2 separate regions of the Mus musculus genome follow, and region 1 is linked to region 2. The links are chromatin contacts, called in public ChIA-PET maps. All regions are on one chromosome and are shown on one strand. Each heading gives the region's core, a stretch centred on a gene start, on an enhancer-like site or on the middle of the called end of the contact. The rest is flanking DNA. Distances are from core to core; before and after follow the strand shown.

Region 1 (6,848 bases), core at 215-2,714, 160 kb before region 2:
CATTTGCTCTCTGGCCCTTTACTGTGTTTGTCAACCTGTGGTTTTATGATGTGAGCTGTCTCTCCCTTCTGTCTTACAAGGAAACTACTTCTTTGTATTCCGCTTGGACACCTGCAGTGGGTAAAAACGGACAGATATATGCTGAAGATAGTAAAAGGGGTTTTGTTTTGTTTTTTTTTAATATGGCCTGGTTACTAGGTATCTTACAAGTCCTTGTGTTTTGACGCTGAAGTATCTCCATATGCTTGCTTGTGTGTCTGACCATGTGCTTGCCAAGCTCATGGCTCTGTTTTGGAAGCTGATGAACTGTTTAGGATGGAACCCCACTTGCAAAAGTGAGTCACTGGGGGAGGGGAGCAGAAGACTTACATTTGGGTTCCACTTTCTGTCTACTTCATGTTGTTTGCTTCCTGCTTCCTGCTTCCTGTTTCCTGCTTCCTGCTTCCTGACTATAGACACAATATGACCAGAGCCACCAGGTTGCTGATGCCAGTCCTTCCCTTACCATGATCGACTGTGTCCCTTCACAAACCATGAACCATGCAAACTCATCCTTTTAGTTGCTTCTTCATACATATTTTGTCATAGCATCAAGAAAAATAACTTAGTCCTTTACATTTTTCCAAGTTGGCTATTGACATGGGGCACTGCCTTTGCATTGCTCTCCAGAGACAAGAACCCTCATCTGTCTGCTGATCACGTTCTTTGTTCTAGACACTAAGACTTCTGTGGTCAACCCTCTTTGCCCTCAGGGACCTCTGGCATGGTCTGTTCATTACAATGGTGAGAATCTACAAATCACAGGGACAAAATACAGTGCATGTAGTGAGGAGCCTGGAAGAAATTTCCATGTATTCAGATTGAGACCCTTTTAAAAAGTGCACAGTTACTACACAGAAGAACAAGAAGCACAGAGAGAGAATCTCACCACTTACTGCTTCGCGATGTCCTCAAACTCTGACTCAGATAAACCAAGGTCACAACCCAGCGTGCCATTAACATCAAACTGTTAATACTATGCACCATCAACAGACTAGACGTTTACATTTCATTTTCTGAGTTTCTAATCCTTTTTTTTTTACATCCAAGACCCTCCATAGCAAAGAGGAACAAGAAGACCAACCATTCTAGCACAGCTAATGGCCATTCTTTGACATAAAGGAAACAACCAACGAAAACAAGCTTCTCCATTCTACAGTGTACTCTCAAAAGCAAAGGGTTCATTCCCCAGCAGAACTCAATCCAGATGAAAGCAGCATGATGCTTTTAATGCACATGAAATCTGCACGTGTGCAGAGTACAATGGATGGAAGAGAAGAAGCCATGAGGGGAGTGTGGGTGTAGAGCTAAACAACTCTAGCCTTGAGGCTCTGTGCCTTTAAAGCTTCAGTTCCTTTGAGTAACTGAGGACATTCAAATTAGGTCAGCCTCTCCCTTCTATGGGCTCCTTCCTGTTCTATGTTCCTGTTGCTTTCATAGAGAACTAAACAAGCTTAAAAGGTCTCTAGAGCGAAGCAGCCCCTGGAATCTAGGACAGAAAGAACAAAATGACTTTCCCACTTTCCTCAGCTGCCACCAGCTCTGTTATTGTCACAGGGAAGGCTGAGTGAGCCTGTTTTGTCTGGTTCTAGCTGACACTGTCTGAACCAGAGTCTCATTAGAACCTGAACTGCTGGGGTCAGGTGTTCTTACTCATCTAATTGTTGGTAATTAGATGGGCCACCGTCACCTAACACAAAGACTTTGGTTTGAGAATTAGTGAGGTTTGGTGATTCACTGAAGATTTCAAATAATAATAACACTGGAGAATTGCAATTAGCTCAGCCTGCAGAATCGGATAAATTTCTCTTGCAAACGTACAGGTGTTGCAAAGCTTCAGCACTGGAAGATGAACACAGCCTGCAAAACCATCTTCTTCAGGGGAGGAAACAGTGGCTGGTGTTGTCCTCACAGCCCAGATTTCCTTCTGCAAGCAGAGGAACAGCAAGGCTAGCAGCAATATACAAGAGAGGATGGGTACTCAAAGCCTGGACAAGCTGGAAAGAAGGATGCTTCATGGAGAAGACATGGAGAGAGGAGGGTAAAGGCGCCCATGGCTCAGCCTAACAACCTGAGTTTGATCCCTTCAGCCTATATGGTCCAAGCCTACAGATTGACCTCTGACCTTTACATAGATGCTGTGATGTGTGCATGTGCATGCATGCTAAGTAAATGTAATCTTTTAAAAATCAGTTAGCTGATTATTAGATCAATTATGCATTATTTATTTTTAAATGGTTATCATAGGTGCTTGTGCCTTCAACTCTCTGTTTAGATGCTGATGCTCACTTCAGGGTACTGTAAGCTTGACATAAGAAATGCAGCAGGTACTTAAGCATTTCCCAAACTGATGTCTTGAAAAGCTGTGTTAATTCCTTTCTCCCTTAAGACAGTTTCCCATTAATCTTTAGGTTTACATAAAGCTATAATCAGCAGGTGAGATCTAAGCCTGTGAGTTTCAGTCATGGGCATGTATCCATACAGCTGGTAGACTGCCAAAGCATAGATGTCTATACACCATCAGTCTGGAGAATGAGATTTGCATCCAGAAAGGGCTATAGGACTAAACAGAACATAGCAGAAGATTGGCTGCATGAGGCCTGGTTCCTGAGACCACCCTCTAAGATGGATTCTCTCTTTCACTAGAGCTGACTCTTCAAGAGCTTCTGAGGAGGACAAAGTGTGATTGGATGGGATCTGCCAGGAAGTTCACGGTTTTGTCTGATAGAATACTGCCAGTCTAGAGCATAGGCCCTCACTTCTGCATGAGAGCTACAGTATAGGGTGTGAAGCCACTCAACTTGGAGGCCATGGGAGAGCAGCAAAAGCAAGCGTGCCCTGCCACTGCCACATCAAGGAAAACATGGCGACTGTTTATGCTCACCTGGCCAAGACCAAGGCCTCACCCCAGGCCTCTGGATTCCAGAGCACTTCCCATCACCTGGCATTAAGTTGGCTCCTAGGTTTGATTCATTAAGGAAGCAATTTGTCTGAAAGAAGGATTCTGAGCCCCGTCCCATACCTAACGAGTCACAAGGGCGAGGCCAGGTCACTTCTCAGACAGTACCCTAGTTCCCCTTTTTGTTGCTCTGATAAAACAAGCTATGGATGAAAAGACTTACTGCAGCTTACAAATCATACTCCACCATGATGAAAAGCCAAGGCAGCTCAAGGCAGGACCATAGAGGGAGGCAGCGAGGCTGAAACCATGGAGCAATGCTGCACACTGGTTTGCTCTCTCTGATGTGCACACTCAGCTTCCTTACCCAGGGATGGTTCTAGGTCCATCTGTCCAGGATGGTTTTCTGCCTACAGTGGACTGGCCCTCCCTCATCAATTAACAATCAAGAAAATGTCCCACAGACATGTCTACAGGCCATTCTGATAGAGAAAAAAAAATCTTTAATTAAAGTTCTTCCTAGGTGTGTCAAGGTGACAAAGAAATGAAGAAGAGACACATTTTGGTCATAGACTGAATGAATGAACAGGAGAATATGATGCTCAGAGGAGACAGGAACTTTGAGAGACAATGTGAAGAGAACCTTCTTGACTGGGGTTAGTGTGTGTGTGAGTGTGTGTGTGTGTGTGTGTGTGTTATACTTATGTATATGCATGTTTAGCAGGCGTGAACATGTGTGTGCGTGTATATGCACACTGTATACATGTAGAAGCCAGGATTGAGGTCAGGAATCATGCTCAAGTGCTCTCTCAATTATTAACTGAGGTAGGATGTCTCAATAAAACCCAGAGCTCCCTGACATGGCTTGCCTAGCTACGCACCTAGCTTGCTCTGGGAATCCCATCCCTGCCTTCAGAAGCTGGAGTTCTAGGAGCCTGGCATACCCATTCAGCTGTTACATGGAGTCATGTGATCAGAACTGGTCCTTGGACTTGCACTTGAAAGTGCTTTCCTGGGTCTTCTCCCAGGTCCAGGGCTAGTGTACTTTCAAACAAGCCCCAAGTCCCCTTGGTCCTGTGAGGACCCATGAGAGCCATATGCATGAGCTCTCAGCCGTACTTACTCTGTGGACACTTTAATCTTATTCCCAGTTTCTAGAGCAGGGAGAAGTCTGTGTGTGGTGTTTAAGTCATGGCATCTCTGTTACAGCAGCCAGAAGGGCTTGAGGACAGCAGATCTGCCTGCCTCAGGCCAGGGGGAAAGCACCTGGCTAGGGCCACTTATACCTGTTATCCATCTTAATGCCAGGAGCAGCTAAGGAAGTCTGACAGTCTAAATCCTCCCCAAATTATTTTGAAGTGACAACTTAAAATTATGTGTTGGCAGAAATCAAATATTCAGGTGTAATGGGTTTAATTAATTTAAAAGCCTCTCTTTTAAGATGATGCTGTAATTGGCAATATAGCCAAATGCCTAAAATACCTTTTGGTGAGAAGGCTTTAAATGTTCAATTATAATGATTTGAGAATCTTGCATGTGAGAGAGGGATTTACATATGCATAAGCTCCTGGCCTCAGGTTGGGAGGCAGCTTCTGCCTGCTTGTACCCCTTAAAAGGCTGTCACAGAATGGATGTGGTGAAGGCTGGAAATTCCCCAGAAAGGCAAGCCCTGCGGAGACTGCAGCAGCAGCCACACCCACCTCACGGCCTTTGCACTGCTGTCTCTGCTGCCTCTTCTTTCAGCTGACAGAGGGCTGCTTTGCGCTTCCCTTGTGGTCTGCTCAAGCCTCACACTGGCTCTGGGGCCTTCTCTTCTGCACCCATAAACTAGCATTTACTCACACTTGAATGCATACACATATGCACGCCTGCGCACACGTGCACACTTGACTCACACCACACTTTCTTCTCCAGAGCAGTTTTGCAACCTGACACTTGAATTATTCGAATCTTCCTTGTTTCTCTCAATTGTAATTCTTGGTATATACTAAATACTCAATTTAAGTAAGTGTCTCATTATTGTCATGTTTAAAAATGACTTAATAAAATGGCATTTTCCATTGTCTTATGAGGCATTAATACTTGCCAATGTGAATTCAAATGATTTCTCACTAAGATATTATATGCAATGTTTACATTAATGTGGACAGTAACCTCAATACTTCCAGGCTGAAAAATATGGGCAAATCTTCGCCCTTTCACTAAATGAGTTATGTCCTTGAAGCATTCCAACGTTAATTCTATGACCTTCTGGTTCTTTCAAACATAAAATACAGGTAAAAATTTCAGATTTCAGGGTTGTCATGAGGTTAAGAAATAACAACGTTAGAGCTCTGTGCAACATACAGGAAACAAGAGAATTGTTCTCTCCTCATTTATGAAATCATTAGCCAGCCCTCAGCCGCGGTACATGAGAAAAAGCCTCGTAAGGTCAGCAGAATGTGAACTGAGGCTCGCTCATCTCTACAACCTGACCTACTTCCAGCTATTTTTGGTTCACATGAACGAGTAACGTTGCTAGAAGCTGATTCCACAAACTGTCCATTTAAAAGCAGCAGACATTCTCTGCCTCCCTTCCTGGCTTCCAGCTTGTGGGAATAGGGGAAAAAGAGAACAGGCCTGTGGCTCCAAGCCTCACTTGAAAGATCTCTGGAGGAGAGCCTATAGTGTGACTTTCAAAGTCTATTCAAAGTCAACGGGCGGGCGTGGCTGAAGGCAAAAGGGGTGGACCTGAAAGAAACCAGCTTTTGGCTACATTCAGTTAAGTGGTTCCTTTAGGCAGTCCTGATTGCCCTAAACTGAAGATTCAAATATAAGCATTTGAAGGATTACAAAGTTGTGATTTTGGATGTACATACTGCTGTGCGTGTGTGTGCGTGCGTGTGTGTGTGTGTGTGTGTGTGTGTGTGTGTGTGTGTTTCCCATGGCACCCAGTGATTTGGCTTTTGACATTTGTACTCGGTATTAGAGTTTGGGTCCTGGCGCTTGCCTGTTTCTAGCATCTCCCCAGTCCAATGGCTCCCTTGTTAAGCATCAGTAGATGTGTTGAGAGATGGATTCACCAGAAAAGGCCTAACTGGGCTGGCTTTCTCTTCAGAACACAGACACGCTTAGTAGCTACTTCTCCTGCATCAGCCGAGCGTCCAGCACAGACTCAGACTGAGACATAACTAACGGAAAAAAAAATGTTGGTGGCGGCTCTGAGGTATCTTCAGAAAGAGCAACGTCCTTTCCCTCACAGGCTACAGTATTCTTTAACTCAATCTAGCTGCTAACAAAGATCGAAGACAGCAGGCTCGTTTTCCCACAGGAATAGACAGGATTAACGACAGCCAACCAAATTGTCTCTTAATTTTCTTTTCTTCTCCCTCCTTGCTAGCCTTCCCAAGGCAGAGGGTATAGATTTTCCTTTAGATAAGGATGTTAACTCAGGAGGGAGGCAGAAGGGCACTAATAATGAAAGAGTAGGGTTTTTGTCTTTCATGGTCCCAAGAACTCCACCTTAGGAGGAAGATGGGGACATGATATCTTGAAAGAGCTCTTCTCTAAGCAGCCAAGGAGGAGATTCTTGGGTGAATCTTCACATATATCACATCTCCCAGTTATGCCCACCGAGCTCTCCAACCAAATCGAAATGAGAACCTCTGCTTGGCCTCTCAAACCTACAGACCTAATTATGATCACAGGGAACCCAAGCATCAAGCTCTTTGCCACTAGCCTGCAGACGCCCTCAATAACAACACTCACAGGAACCTGCCTAAAGATGAGTGGGTGGCATGAGAGAGGGAAGAATACATTTGTTAGGCCTTATTTTAAAAGATGGAGACAAAGACACAGACGGTCTTACCCCAAACATCAGAAAAACAAGTTACAGGCTCTAGATTATACACACACACACACACACACACAC
Region 2 (6,567 bases), core at 1,064-3,563:
AAGTTTGAATTTGGGATACATGAGACTTTGCATATCCCAAATAATCTAAAATCAACCAAAGAAACAAAAACAGGAAGAAAACTAGCAGATAAAAGTTGGTTGGAAAGAGGTTCTGGATTTGTACTGAAATCATTGGTGAGTTCTCAGGAAGCCAGCACTGACCTGCCTTCTACAGTCCCAGACAGCATCTAGGCAGCATCGTTGCACTATGCCGGAACTCTTGGAAGTTCTAAGAGAATCACACCAAAGACTCCTAATGAACCAAACAATGGGATGGGTGTGTGTGCTTGTGTACCACCCTCAAGTTCATGTGTTGAATTCCTACCTCCCAGGATGCTTGCATAAGAGGCTTTAAGAAGGGCAATGGGGTCCTGAGGGCAGAGCTTTGTGAATAGGGTCAGTGGCCTTCTGTAAGATTGTCTAGAATGATCGCTTCTCCTTTCCACAAGAGGACTCAACCAGAAGGTGCCATTATGAGGAACAAGCTCTCACAGGACACTGAATTTTTCTGTACTTTGCCTTTGAACTCTCTAGAACTAATAAGAGATCAATTTATGATGTTTCTAACCCACCTTGGTTGGGCATTGTGTGTGATCTGGCAGCTTGACTCTAATAGCTCATCCAAAGCAGTTCAGCCTTCTAAGAAGGTTAAAGCTCCCAGCTTCTCAGCAGTTGGACTCCACTAGACGTCAGCTTATGTAAGCAGCACTAAGAACGTGGAGCATTGGTGGATTGACCCCACAGTATCCTCTGTCCATAGATGGTTAGAGACAGGAAAATGTCAGGAGCACACTTCATAGGAATCTTCCTTGTTAAATCTCCCAAACAAATGGCCCAGTTCATTCAAGGCGCCCTTGTCAGTCACACCTAGCAGTCACCTCGTTTCTGGATGAATACGTTCTGGAATATGAATATCACTGTGCCTAAAAACCTAGCTCTGCAGTTTGAGAAGAAACTAGTTTGAAGATTTAAAAACAAAACAAAACAAAACAAAAACAAAAAAACAACTCTTATTTGAAAATTTTTTCTTTTTGCTTGATTAATATGTTTATTGTCTTTATGAAACAATCTTCATAGAAAACTGCTTTAGCTTTCAGCAGCCCCTTCCTGTTCATGTGCAGATGCTGCACAGACGATCATATCCCCTTCTATACGGTCATATGCAATCTGGCAGATGACATCTCTCTTAGTTACATGAACTATCATCCTATATTTGGGTGTGTTGTACTTATTCTTGTCCTGGATCACCAATCGTTCCCGAGCATAGTAGTCAGTTTTACCCTCTCACCGCCTTCAAAATCTCACTTGGTATCTTTTAAAGTAGGCCTTATTCTTGACAACTTTCACGAACCCCATCCTGCGAAACAGAGACCCGCAACCGCAGCTCCACACAGACCTGCAGAGTCGGCTGCGCTAGAGGGGAAAAAGCTTATTTGAAAATTTTAAAGCACTCAAAAGTAGAGTTTATCTAGCTTCTCTGTAGGCATCACCACCGTCAACAGCCATGGGCAAGGGGTCATGCTTAGTTATAGCTACATCCTCACCCCTTCTCAGGCTTTATTTTCTTGGCTGACTATCTGAAGACCAATCCTTACCAACCAATCAATTTATCTATAAATATTTCACTATGTATCTCAAGAAAAGGAGAGCTACTTGAATGAGGCCTGTGCTGAGTGGAGTACTTCCCAGTCAGAGTTTGGATAAGGGAGTAGCTGGTATAGTGGAGAAGCCCAGCAAACAGCAAGCGCTGTCTTAACCAAGGGTCATAGGTCACAGCATCAGTGATGGCCATGTTGATGGCTTGCTGCCCCAATTTGATGCAATGAGCAAAGTAGGATCTGGGTAAAGCACGTAGGTCAGTTAGCAGTGATACACCGATGCTGCCTCTTCCATTGTGGCAACTGTCAAAGAGTAGTATAAGATGTTCACGGCAGGAGAATGGGGCTCCAGAGCCATGGGACTTAATCGCAGTCAACCCGACTAGATTCAGAATCACCTAGGAGACACACCTCCTAGGTCATATTAGTGAGGGCATTTCCAGACTGATCACAGCAGGGTGGAGGAAGGAGAGATAAAGAGAGAGAGAGAGAGAGAGAGAGAGAGAGAGAGAGAGAGAGAGAGAGAGAGAGGGAGGGAGGGAGAGGGAGAGAGAGAGAGAAAGAGAGTGAGAGAGAGAGAGCGCTCAGCACCAGCATTGTCTCTCTCTCTGCTTCCTGACTGCAGGTATAATGTGACAGCTACCTCAAGCTACTGTGGCCAGGCCTTCCTCCAGGTAAGTTTGTACTTTGAAACTGTGAGCCTTGTCAAACGCTTTCTTCCTTAAGTTGCTTTGTCAGGTTCTTTGTCACAGCAATGAGAAGAGCAGCTAATGCCGGGGCATGTAGGAAGCTGGACCATTATCTTTTCAGTGGTGGACGTTTAACAAACTGGGGAGGGGCAGGAAAACCACAGTGTCACTGTCACACTTAGAAGGAAGTGTGATACCCAACCAGCACAGAGAGACTGTCTTACATGATCGAATTTATAGCCACCTTCTGCAGAATTATTAGCATCATGATTGGAAATGCAAGCACTTTCCTGATGAACATTTACAGCATTAAGGGTTATTCTGCCAAGCAGCTACTGACAGCCCATCTGGCTCCCAGGCTCAGGTCAGTGGACTTTAGGCATTCGTTAGTTTTTGTTCTCTCTTGGGCACTATACCAGTCACCTTTAAAAAAAAATACAATAATAAATCTTTTAATGAATTTGATAGGACATTTTTTTCTTGCACTGGACCCAGGATTTTACTTCGGCTCATAATTCAATTATTGGAAAATTCTGCTTTAGTGGCTTCTAACAAAACATCCATAATTTATTCTTAATATTATCTGATTTCTGGTGTGGTAGTTTGAATAAAGATGGCCACCATAGACCACAGAGAGGGACACTATTAGGAGGTGTGGCCTTGTTAGAGTAGGAAGTATTTCTAATTTTATTTCTGCTGCATGTGAATCAAGATGTAGAACTCTCAGCTCCTTCTCCAGTACCATGTGTGTCTATTTGCCACCATGCTTCCCACCATGATTATAACTGGCTAAACCTCTGAACCTGTAAGCCAGCCCCAATAAACCGTTTTCCTCTAAGAGTTGTCATGGTCATGGTGTCTCTTTACAGCAATGGAAACCGTAAGATATCCAGTCATACTTTATTTGGACGCTGTTTTCAGATTATTCTTAAGCATAGTAAAATTTTGTAAGCTCAGTCTTCTCCCAGAGAGAGATTGGATGATCCTGAATGACAATCTCTGGATGGCACATGCCATTCATTCAAGCACTCAGGAAGCTGGGGTAGGAGGTTTGTAAGGTCATAACATGTACCATGTACAAGAACCTTAGTTAAGAGAAATCAGATGATAGATAGATAGATAGATAGATAGATAGATAGATAGATAGATAGATAGATAAGTAGATGGGTAGGTAGATAGGTGATAGACAGGAGGGAGGGCAGGGAAAGTGGAGAAAGGAAAAGAGAGGCGAGGGAAGGAAGAGTTGAGAGAAGAAAGAGCAAAGGAGAAGTCGGGAGGGGAGAAGAAAGGGGTGAACCTTGGCTGTTTTAAAAAGCAATTCTTGATATCTTCTTACACAGCTCAGACTTTTAAATTTTTAATTTAATACTATTACATGTGTGTGTGTGTGTGTGTGTGTGTGTGTATACATAAAGTGAAGGGCGCACAGGGTGTGTAGAAGTCAGCAGACAACTTTGTAGAACTGGTTTTATCTTTCACCTTTATGTGGGGTTCCAAGGACCATGTCTCTAGACTTGAGGAGCAAGCCACCTTACCAGCCCCTTGGGCTCTTTTTATCAAAGGAAAAATCAAACTCCAGGATGATCAAAGCAGGTACTTAATTCATGCCTTCTGAACTCTGCTTGCTGGATGCTTTTGATCACTTGGACACTACTGACCCTGTCACCAGAGAAAATGCACATTGATCATTTTTGTTCATAGAGTCCTGAGACCATCTGAAAGTCTAGAATGTGGATCTGGGGCATTTGGCTGCAATGTCCCTTCGCAGTCTCTTGCTCTGCTGGGCTCAAGGAGGCCACTATCAATAGGACCTGAGTGTTCCCTTGTTTCTTTAGAAGAGAACAGCGTGTGTTGCCAAGACCCATGGACATGACTGGGAAGATAATCTGTAGTCACATGATGTAGTGGGAAAACCTCAGATTTGGTAGCTGAAGACCTAGATTCTGCAAGGCCTTCAGTGTTTTGGAAAACCACTTAGCTTTTTAGGGAGACAAAGATAGGTTGACATTAGGAGTGTATAGTGCAGAGAATCCTACAGAATTATTGGTCTCACCTTACAAATTAGGAAACTAAAACTTAGGTAAAATGGTACAGCCAAATACATACTCTATTTATATTACTTTATGAACATTCAGTCTGGCTCCATGATCAGACTTGTGTCAATTTGTAACGCTTGCTTTTTCCCTTGAATGACAATGACGGTCTTCTAACTGCATTAGAACTCTTCCTCAGAGTGGCTATCCCCATTGTGCCAGTCTGAAAGCATATATAACTTGGTACTTATTGGTTTTGTATATCTAACTTCTTAATAAGTATCTGCGGAACTGCAAAAAAAAAAAAAGAAAGAAAGAAAGAAAAAAATGAAAACCACTACTTGGACTCTGTTGTCCAGTTTGCAGAGTTTATTAACAATATTAACATTTTTTGATGAAGGATAAAAAGTGCACAGGTGGATGGAGAAGCACCTCAGTGGTTAAGAGCATTTGCTGCTCTTGAAGAGGACCCAGGTTTAGTTCCCCGTAAAACAGCTCACAATTGGCAGTAACTCCAGCTCCAGGAGATCTGACATTCTCTTCCGACATCATTGGGAAACTGCAGTGTGTGGAAGTGTACACACGCACCCACATAGACCCACTGAAGCACACATAGTGAAAAAATAGACAGAACATAGGAAATAGCTGTGGGTACCTGGCATGTGTCACTCAGTCAGGAAGAGTGATATTAGTCAGTGTACAGCAACTTTTGGTCAATATCCATGTGGCAAGGTCGAGGCTACAGTCGGTAACGTGTGTGCTGCACAGCATGATGATCTGGGTTAAATCCCAATATCATCACCACCCTTTGCCCAAAAACACATCTAGCAAAGAAAAAAGGGAAGGAGGGGAGTGGAGTGGAGGGTAGGGGAGGGAAGGGAAGGGAAGGGATGGGAAGATCCCTAGCAACCTTCTAAAACCCAGGTGCAGTGGGCATGCATCTGTAATCTTAGTACTGGGGGCTGGGGGTGATGGATGGATCCATAAAGTTCATTGCTATCCAGCATAGCCAATCTGTAAGCCTCGTGTTCTCTAAGAGACCCTCAAAACATACAATATACATTAAAAAAAAATCCAACATTGACCTGTGGCCTCCACCCACACTATATATACTTGTACCTATACATACTTGTGTACATATACACACAGTGCACACACTCACAGACACACATAGAAACACACACATTGGGCTGGAGAGATGGCTCAGCCGTTAAAGGCTAGGCTCACAACCAAAAATATAAGAAACACACACATTCACACACACAAACATACTCATAGTCACACACACTTATACACTCTCTCACACACACAAGCACACATACACTCTCTTTCTCTCTCACATAAACACATATAACACCCACCCCCACATAACACAAGGCACACAGACAATCATACACATACACACACATACTTTCATTCACACACAAACACACATTCCATGCCCCCCCCCACATACATACACACACATATACATAGGCATACACACACATATCTTTATAACAATCAACCCACAACCTTGGCGGATGTTTCCCACACTGGAAAAAGCACATCAGCTTTCAAATCCTTTGGTTGGTAGTGTAGATTTGAAAGCTCTAATGGGTGATATTGCAAAATATTTTTGAATGTTCATTTATTAATACAATATTAAAAGCATAATTGTATCTTAAGTGTCCATGAATTTATCTTCTCAAACTGTTATTTCAAGTGATCTACCTTCCTTTAAGATCTTTTTTAAAAATTAAAATAGGATAATTTGGAATTTTTGAGAATTTTCAAATTTGATCATTGGGTTTATAATAAGCTTAAGTATTATTAAACTTTAGTTGGAGACAATGTTTTCTTATCTATGATTTTGAGACTGGCTTTTCCTGCCCAGCATTCATTTGGTGAGTTGCAAAACCTTATGAAGTGGCATATCTGGGGTGGAGGTCACAGGGGATGGCCCCTGGGTCTGCTGATGTATTTATAGCCTGAAACTCAAAGTCAAGGGGAAATCTAAAAGTCACTACAAGGGATGGAGATAATTCTTTCCATAATTAAAAATACAGTTGGCCCTCCATCCTTTTTCCAGGACCTCCATCCCTTTTCCAGGACTTCCATCCCTTGGTGGAAATATTCGGCAAAACTGCATCCATGAGATTCACATACAGATTTTAGTAGAAAATCTTTCCCCAGCATCATCCAGCACCATAGCTGTTTGTCCAACACGAGGCCTGGAGTGCGTGCTGCCTGTCACACAGTCGTCGG

The links. ChIA-PET counts read pairs in DNA pulled down with a chosen protein or histone mark.
Region 1: an RNA polymerase II ChIA-PET map of memory CD8 T cells shows a contact between it and region 2, with 8 read pairs. The contact joins two enhancer-like sites. A contact is called at or near these places in 3 of 484 Hi-C or Micro-C datasets (group 2 innate lymphoid cells, immediate neuronal precursor and nephron progenitors), 2 of 115 datasets of contacts at active chromatin or transcription factors (astrocytes and memory CD8 T cells) and 1 of 9 other capture datasets (liver).

The regions. Positions count from the first base shown.
Region 1 is chr3:28,400,212-28,407,059 of GRCm38.p6, reverse strand. The region is part of intron 2 of Tnik (TRAF2 and NCK interacting kinase); the gene reads right to left. Among named protein-coding and RNA genes, the nearest start is that of Mir466q, 16 kb to the left of the region's middle. Within about 2 kb of position 1,464, at least 49 of the 459 cell types and tissues checked have an H3K27ac peak or open chromatin away from gene starts, as enhancers often do. A contact at or near this core is called in memory CD8 T cells, where this site is marked.
Region 2 is chr3:28,240,312-28,246,878 of GRCm38.p6, reverse strand. No RefSeq gene overlaps it. Among named protein-coding and RNA genes, the nearest start is that of Tnik, 20 kb to the left of the region's middle. Within about 2 kb of position 2,313, at least 17 of the 459 cell types and tissues checked have an H3K27ac peak or open chromatin away from gene starts, as enhancers often do. A contact at or near this core is called in memory CD8 T cells, where this site is marked.